2 separate regions of the Gossypium hirsutum genome follow, and region 2 is linked to region 1. Evidence: chromatin contacts called from public Hi-C data. All regions are on one chromosome and are shown on one strand. The core of a region is the stretch at or near the end of the contact, and the rest is flanking DNA. Distances in the headings are between cores, read along the strand shown. Region 1 holds the start of LOC107891456. Region 2 holds the start of LOC107891398 (disease resistance protein RPS2).

Region 1 (3,592 bases), core at 757-3,256:
CATTCAAGAGAACAAATCTGAATGGAGAGATGAGAAATGATAAAAATCTTAGTAAATTTAATGTTCCTCAATATTTATATAATATAAGTGCTGAATTTGTAGACATTTCACTAATATCAACTCCCACAGTTTAAAAACTATGCTTGCATATGCCAATGATGCAAGCATCTATTATAAGTGGCTAAATAAACACTATAATATAGAATTTTCAGGACTACAAGCAGGATTCACAATCCATTTACCATTTTATTATGTACAAAAACACAGATACCCCTATTTAACATTCTTGTATAGAACTGGCATAATAAATCCTTGACACTTGGAGAACAACAGCAGATGAGTGGTCCAGATTTCTCCAAGCAACATTGCTTTAAATACCATCATAGTAACCACCGAATGTTATTTGAGCTCTGGTGATTGGTACTCCTCTCACCACTGAAATTACTTCATTGAGTTTAGTTGTGTGATGAACCACTTGCTTCATCCTCTACAATAACAACAAATTAAGTTACTTAATCTACAAGTATTATCTAAAAATGGGCCTAAATTTAATGTGATGTAATTTGGAAGAAATGGTGTTGCTTTTTAATTTGGACTCTTAAATGATGAAATGTGTATATCCTTTTCATTATTATTTGCATTGTAGGGGTAATAAAGAAGACAAAATATATCTCTAATGTTCACATCAACATGTTTTATTTAACAAATATCAGATCAGTTAAAACTATAAATTTACAAAGATTCTCAATTTTCCAGGAAAGTTAAAAAAATAGACAAGAAAAAGTGAGAAAATTTTCATACCTTGTCATCACTGTAACGTTGGAACAGCAGTTTCTGGTTCAGTTGTTGTTTGTTCCTTTGTTGAGTTCCAAAAATGATGATGCAAAAAGTAGCCGCAGCAACACCAAAAGAGCAGATGGCTCCGATACCAGTCAAACTCCATTTCCATAAATTAAGGCCACCAGAGCTTTCTTCCCAGTTTACATCTTTATTCTCAGCTTTCTTTTCCACCAAATCTTTTATTTTGGGGGAACTCATGTTCTCCAAAAATCCAGTTTCATCGTCAAAATTAAACGTACCTGCAGCATCCAATTGAGGGATAACTCCTTTCGTAGTGGACCTTGGTGAGTCCATTTTGTTGGTCATGTCGACAGATTCATTGTTGTTGTAACTTGGTTTCCTAAACGAAACTTGTGTCTTCACTTCTTTATCACCTCCAACTGATTCCATACCAGCTTCTTTGATCTTCTCAAGGATCATGGATGGTGTAGAACTGAAATCAAGAGGTACCCTTTTGGTGATTTCCTTCCCTAGTTCATTTTCTGGAACCTTAAGGATTCTTGGTTCCAATGGAAATGGAACTGGGACAACTTGTTTAGCTATCTTCCCTGAATTCCCTGACGGCGGAGACTGTTCTTCATCGAAGTAGTCTGTGAAGAAAACAAGGTTTGAATCAGAAACTCGTTTTCCTCCATGGTCTTGATTGATATCCAGGAATCTATTATCAGGGAGGAAAACCCATTCATGATCAATATCCATCTCTTGGTGAATCATATTTTTTAGGAAATGGAATCTGATTCAAATGGGGGAGTTATTATAGGAAGTGAGGTGGGTGAAGGGATTTGAATTATTGGATCAAAAAAGGTGGCTTTACAAGGAGTTTTATGTGGAATTATGAGTGATGAGAGCAAAGGCCACCAGCACAAATGGTGTCCTCTAGCTCTTTGGAGTGAGAGATTAAACCTTTCAACCAAGAAAAAAATGACAGTTTTGAGTTCCTATGAGCTTATCCCTTCTAACAGGATGACAAATTAAGGGTGGTCCAAAGGGACCCACTAAGAGAATGCCTTCCCTTACAGGGTTCAAGTACCCAGTTCCAGGATATTTCTTTTTAGTTTTTTAATTTTTTCTTTATTTTTTTGTCAACAGTTAAAAGTTTTGAATACTATACCAACAGTTTGGTTAAAGTGAAGCCAACAGCCTACAATAAACCAGATAATGTTTTGAATACTATAACCACACCCAATAGTATATTTTTTCATATTATTATTAAACTAAGTAATGATTCCCAATTTGGATGATGAGAAAAAAAAAATAACGAGGAAGAGAAAAGGAAAAGGAGGTGTCGGTTGCTTGTAGGAGTTTGCTTGGAATGATAGTGACTGGTAGGTTTTCGAAGAAAAAAAAAATGAGAAAAATAAGATAGAAAAGATGAAAGTGAAAGGGGCATACAACTGTCCAGGGACTGGTATCTTCCTTTTATTATAATTACAAAGTTAAAGATCGTTTCTCTCCTAAACCATCTAGATTTACCTCTCATAAAACCTTTATTGGGTAGGCATATTTTCAAACACAGATAATAAACTTGTCTTCCATCATCAACAAAGTATTGATCCACTGGTAACTTTCATGAGAGTTGGATTTATATATATACATATATAGCAAGTTTAGGTTAAAGAGAGGGGAATCCGTCTCGAGTATGCATTAGGGAAGTGTTTTTTTATTACAAGAAACACATTGTGTCTGTTTTGGTAAGTCGTTTTCCATGGAAACCAAACACGTTGCAGCTAAAGCCTTCGTATTGTTAAAAACTGCCTCCCCAACCTAAACCTAGCTTAGGTTGAACCATGGAGTGGCCTGGGAAGAAATTAATATAAAAAATAAAGAAAAGAATCTATGTACAAGTTGGTAATTAGTAATTTTGAACATGATAGAATTTTAATATGATTAATACAACATGGCTTATACCATATTAACATTTAGAAGAAGAATATAAGACTGATACATATGTTATTACCATGTATAGACTTTACGCTGCCTAGACTTGGTCTGTTTCATTAATTTATATAAAACGTGCATTCACTCTCTGCTTTTTTGGACATTTTCAATTTTCAATTTTTCTCTGTTTTATAAATAAGATCATAATACACTTAGTACACTTCAACTCACGTCCTTACATTAATAATAATATTCTTATCAATTAAGTTAAGACTCAATCAATATATTGACCATCATTTTAACTATAAAAAATATAAAAAAAAATTTAGACAGTGATTTATTGATTGGGTATTTATTTTTCCTAAAAATAACATATGTTGAATTCATAAATGAAGATGATACCAACCCATGAGTTGTAGACCGAAGCCACAAAACATGACTTTGCCTAATGGGCTAATTATTAAAAGCAAGGTGAGACAAGTGAAAATCAAATTGAATTCTTATTCAAGAAATCATTTATATTAGCTTGAATGAGGCTTATGATGAGTGTGACGTTAAGAAGTCCAAGTTTAACTTTTGTTGGATCAATTTTGGAGTTCTGAAATAAATTTCTCTTTCGGCCATGCTCTTGTTGGATTGAATTAGAAAAAGAGTCGTGACAGATCCAATGGACTTTACGGATTAGCTGTTAATAAGCCTAAAGAAAATCAAAGCAAAATTTGTGATAGTCCGTTTTACAAGAAGTGCAGCCCACATTGGTTGATTCTATACCAAGTAAATTACGTCCGCATACAATAAATGATAAGAAGGTAGCTTGAATAAGGAGACTTGGAGATAATGGGGACATTTAAATATTTTTCTCTTTTAAATTGTT
Region 2 (3,592 bases), core at 366-2,865, 140 kb before region 1:
TTAAAATTTGCATTAGATATTAATAAAGATTTTATATGCCATCATTCTTATAACATTAATTTAGATTTAAATTATATTAATTTTGAAGTTAACTTATAAATTTTTTTATACAAGTTAATTTACAATTATTAGATAATTAAATTGTATGATTTTAGTAATGCAAAATATTTTAAAATAAAATTATTAGTTCATTTTTTAATAGTAGAAATTAATAGAAAATATTGATAATAAACTTTGTAATTATAAATATTATTAATTGTGAAATGATAATGCATGATTAATAATATTAATAGTAAACCGTTAATAAATAACAAAAAAATAATCACTCAATTATTTATGAAATAATTTAGCATCAAATTATTAGAGTAATCAATTTATACACCAAAGTTAAAAATATATATATATATTTTTTTTGCTATTCAGTGGTTTTGATCAACTTTTCTTTGAAATGTTTTCCTGACTTTGAAAATTTAACAAATTAGTTGCTAGCATTTGTAAAACGATTGATATTATGAAATTATATATTGGTTAGAATATTTTAATTGATTATTTCACGATTTGGATATCAAATACTTCAAGTCAACAATTTTATCAATTTTGGTAATTGGATTTATTCATAAAAAATTGTAAACTCTTTCTATATATCAAAACCCTTTAGTTTATTAATGCCAGGTTAATACAAACTAGAGGTGTTCATGGATTAAATCGAGCCCAACCAAAATTTTAAGCTTGTTTGTTGGGTCCGGCCTGAATAAAAATGCTACAATTCAGGTTCGGCCGTATTAATCTTTTTATATGATTTCTTTTATATAATTTTTTAAAAAATATAATACATTAAAAATATTAAAAACATTAAAGTAAATGTTCCCAATAAATTAAAAATAAATTTTTAAAAAAAATGTATATTTAAATAACACTAAGATAAGTGCAACTTAACAAGCAAATGTCTCTAAAATAGTAAAAAAAATTAATAATAAAACAAGAGTTATACAACATCTAAATAATAGCAAAAAAATGGTAGCAACATAATAGTGAAATAGTAGCAAAATAATGAAAAAATAATAGGAAAATAGCAACAAAACAATAAATAAAAAAAAGAAGCAAGAAAATAGGAAAATAAATAAAAACTTTTTTTGCATATTTAGGCTTGGCTGAGCTTGGGCCAAAAAAATCTTACTCAAGGCCCAGCCCATTTTTAAACGGGCCTTTTTTTGCCCCAAACCCATTTTTTGAATCTATATTTTTATCCAAATCCTTTCACTTTTTGGGTCTGCCCGAGTGACATAAATTAAATTAAATGATCATCTTATAATTTGATAATCTCACCTGCGCAGCATATATTCAATAACAAAAAAAGAAAAGAAAAGAAAGAATAACATTATTATCATAGATACTCCTCCTAGATATCAATGTGGGAAAAAAATAAGAGTAAATATCATAATTAAAAAATGAAAAAAACAAAGCACCGTACATCCTCCTCCTCCGCCTGAGGTTTAGAGTTTTAATTTCTTTTGAAAAGCAAGTGAGACTGAGAATGAAGGAGCAGAGAATCAAAGGTAAATACCCAAAGGTACAAAGTTGGATAAATACTACTACTACTTCTATAAGTATATAAATAAAGCTTTACAATATATTTCTTTCTTTTTCAATTACTTAAATGTTGCTTTAAATAATTTGTTTTGAAACCAAAAGTCTTGGTCTTCCAACTTTAGTCACGGGTTTACACATTAATTTCCATATAGAAAATGACAATTCATTCATTTTCTTTGGATCCACCAATCTGAAATTGAAAGCGGTTTTTATTATTATTATTTGGATTCATTTATTTACATATTGCGCTGTTAAGTTGAATATAGGATGGGTTGCTGTTAGAGGGGTGGCGAATAAGCAAGATGGGCAATAAATTTTGGATATAATTGGTATTTGGGATTTTGTTTAATTTTTATGTTAAATTGTGGCGAATTTTAGATGGCCTAACTATTTTTCAAAGAGAGGAATGTAAGAAGTTTTCCATTCACATAAACAATTTGGAGGTAGTCAAAGCTCTTCAAGACATTCACATGACTGAATTAACTTCGGCCTTAGTTAGAAGAATCCATATGGTCTTACAAACCATGAAACAATGGGAAATTAACCACATCCCCAGAGAGAGAAATTAAGTTGTAGACAGTCTTACAAAAAATGACTTCAAAGAGAAATTCAACATTGCAGGTATTTGCAAAAATTCCAGAAGAGATAGTAGCGATTGTTAAGATTGTTAGAGTTTCAAATTTTCTGATTATGATTGTTTAATATGATATTTTTTTATCTTTTTCACCAAAAAAAGTAAGTGATTTTGGTATGATATAATTCATAAATTCAAGTTATCATCTAAGTAGTAAAAATGGAGACTAAATGCAATGGCTAAATTAGTAAAAAATAATTTTTATATATTTTAGTTTTTTTCGTCCATTTTTTATTTTAAAGTTGTGAGATATAGATCACCTTTTAATATTTTAGTTATATAGCTAAAATTGTACATTTGTATTGAATATATATTTTTATTATACTTGCGTGAAAATTGATTAAATTTTAATAAAATAGAGGACATAATTCAAATGCATTTAAACATATCCTTCAATTTAAGAATCGGAAATAATATGATTAATTTAGATATGGCATCAATATATATATGTATGTAGTGAAAATAATCAAACCAAGAGAGTATTTAAAATAGTTATGCTTCATTTTGATGAATTTGTATTTAGAAATTTAAATTTTAAAATTCTTTTTAAACTTTTGAAAATCTTGTAATTCTAGTTCAAAACCTTAGCTATGTAATTGGTAAAGTGATTTGAAGAAAAAAAAATTACTTTCAACTTTCATGAATTTATTTGTTTGAGTAAAAATAATGGAAATTTCAAATTTTATAATGATTTTCAAGAGAAGATTTAGCTGTTTAAATTTGTTTTTCAAATTCCACCTAAAAGGGTGGATTTCAAAATTATTCATAATCTCAATTCGTTTAATACATATGGTCTCACTATAAAATAAAATGTAAATTACACCCAATGTCATTGAACTATTAATAAATTCACACTTGGGTCTCTCTAATTCAAAAAGTTACAAAATAGTCATTGAACTATTTAAAAGTTTGCATTTAAGTCATTAGAATGTTAAGTCTTTAACAGATGACTAATGAAGTCATTAAATCATTGTTTATCATATAAAATATATATTAGCCATGTAATTTCCATATGCCTAAAAAAATGTTTTTTTTTGGAACGGGTTGTAAATTAACTTAATCTAAATTACTTTGTTTTAGGTTTTTTTTAAGGAGTTCTTGGCCAACAATTGAATTTTGAGCCTCTCTTTATTATTGTCATATGGGCTATAACAGCCCATATTTCAGTAGTACCGAAAACGGCGATTCTGGAACCATTTATTCTAATGGTCGAGTCATTAAATATTATCTATTAATATTTACAAACCTATTAAAGTGTATAGTGGTTTTTGGTCCGATAATTTTGTTGATCGATTAATATTAAAGTACAATGACTAAATCGTAAAAACCATAAAAATTGATTTCAATTGGTTTTATTTAGTAATTGAG

Evidence for each region. Hi-C and Micro-C count contacts between places; a contact is called where the count stands out from the background.
Region 2: a Hi-C map of leaf shows a contact between it and region 1, with 1.9 times the contacts expected there. The contact joins the promoter of LOC107891398 here to the promoter of LOC107891456 in region 1. A contact is called at or near these places in 5 of 34 Hi-C or Micro-C datasets (callus and leaf).

What each region holds. Positions count from the first base shown.
Region 1 is chrA11:97,806,928-97,810,519 of Gossypium_hirsutum_v2.1, reverse strand. LOC107891456 reads right to left here and starts at 2,006. Exons shown (of 2, transcript XM_016816270.1): 1 at 802-2,006; 2 at 53-487. The coding sequence starts at 1,554. The coding sequence ends at 371.
Region 2 is chrA11:97,942,583-97,946,174 of Gossypium_hirsutum_v2.1, reverse strand. LOC107891398 (disease resistance protein RPS2) reads right to left here and starts at 1,615. Exons shown (of 9, transcript XM_041081909.1): 1 at 1,472-1,615.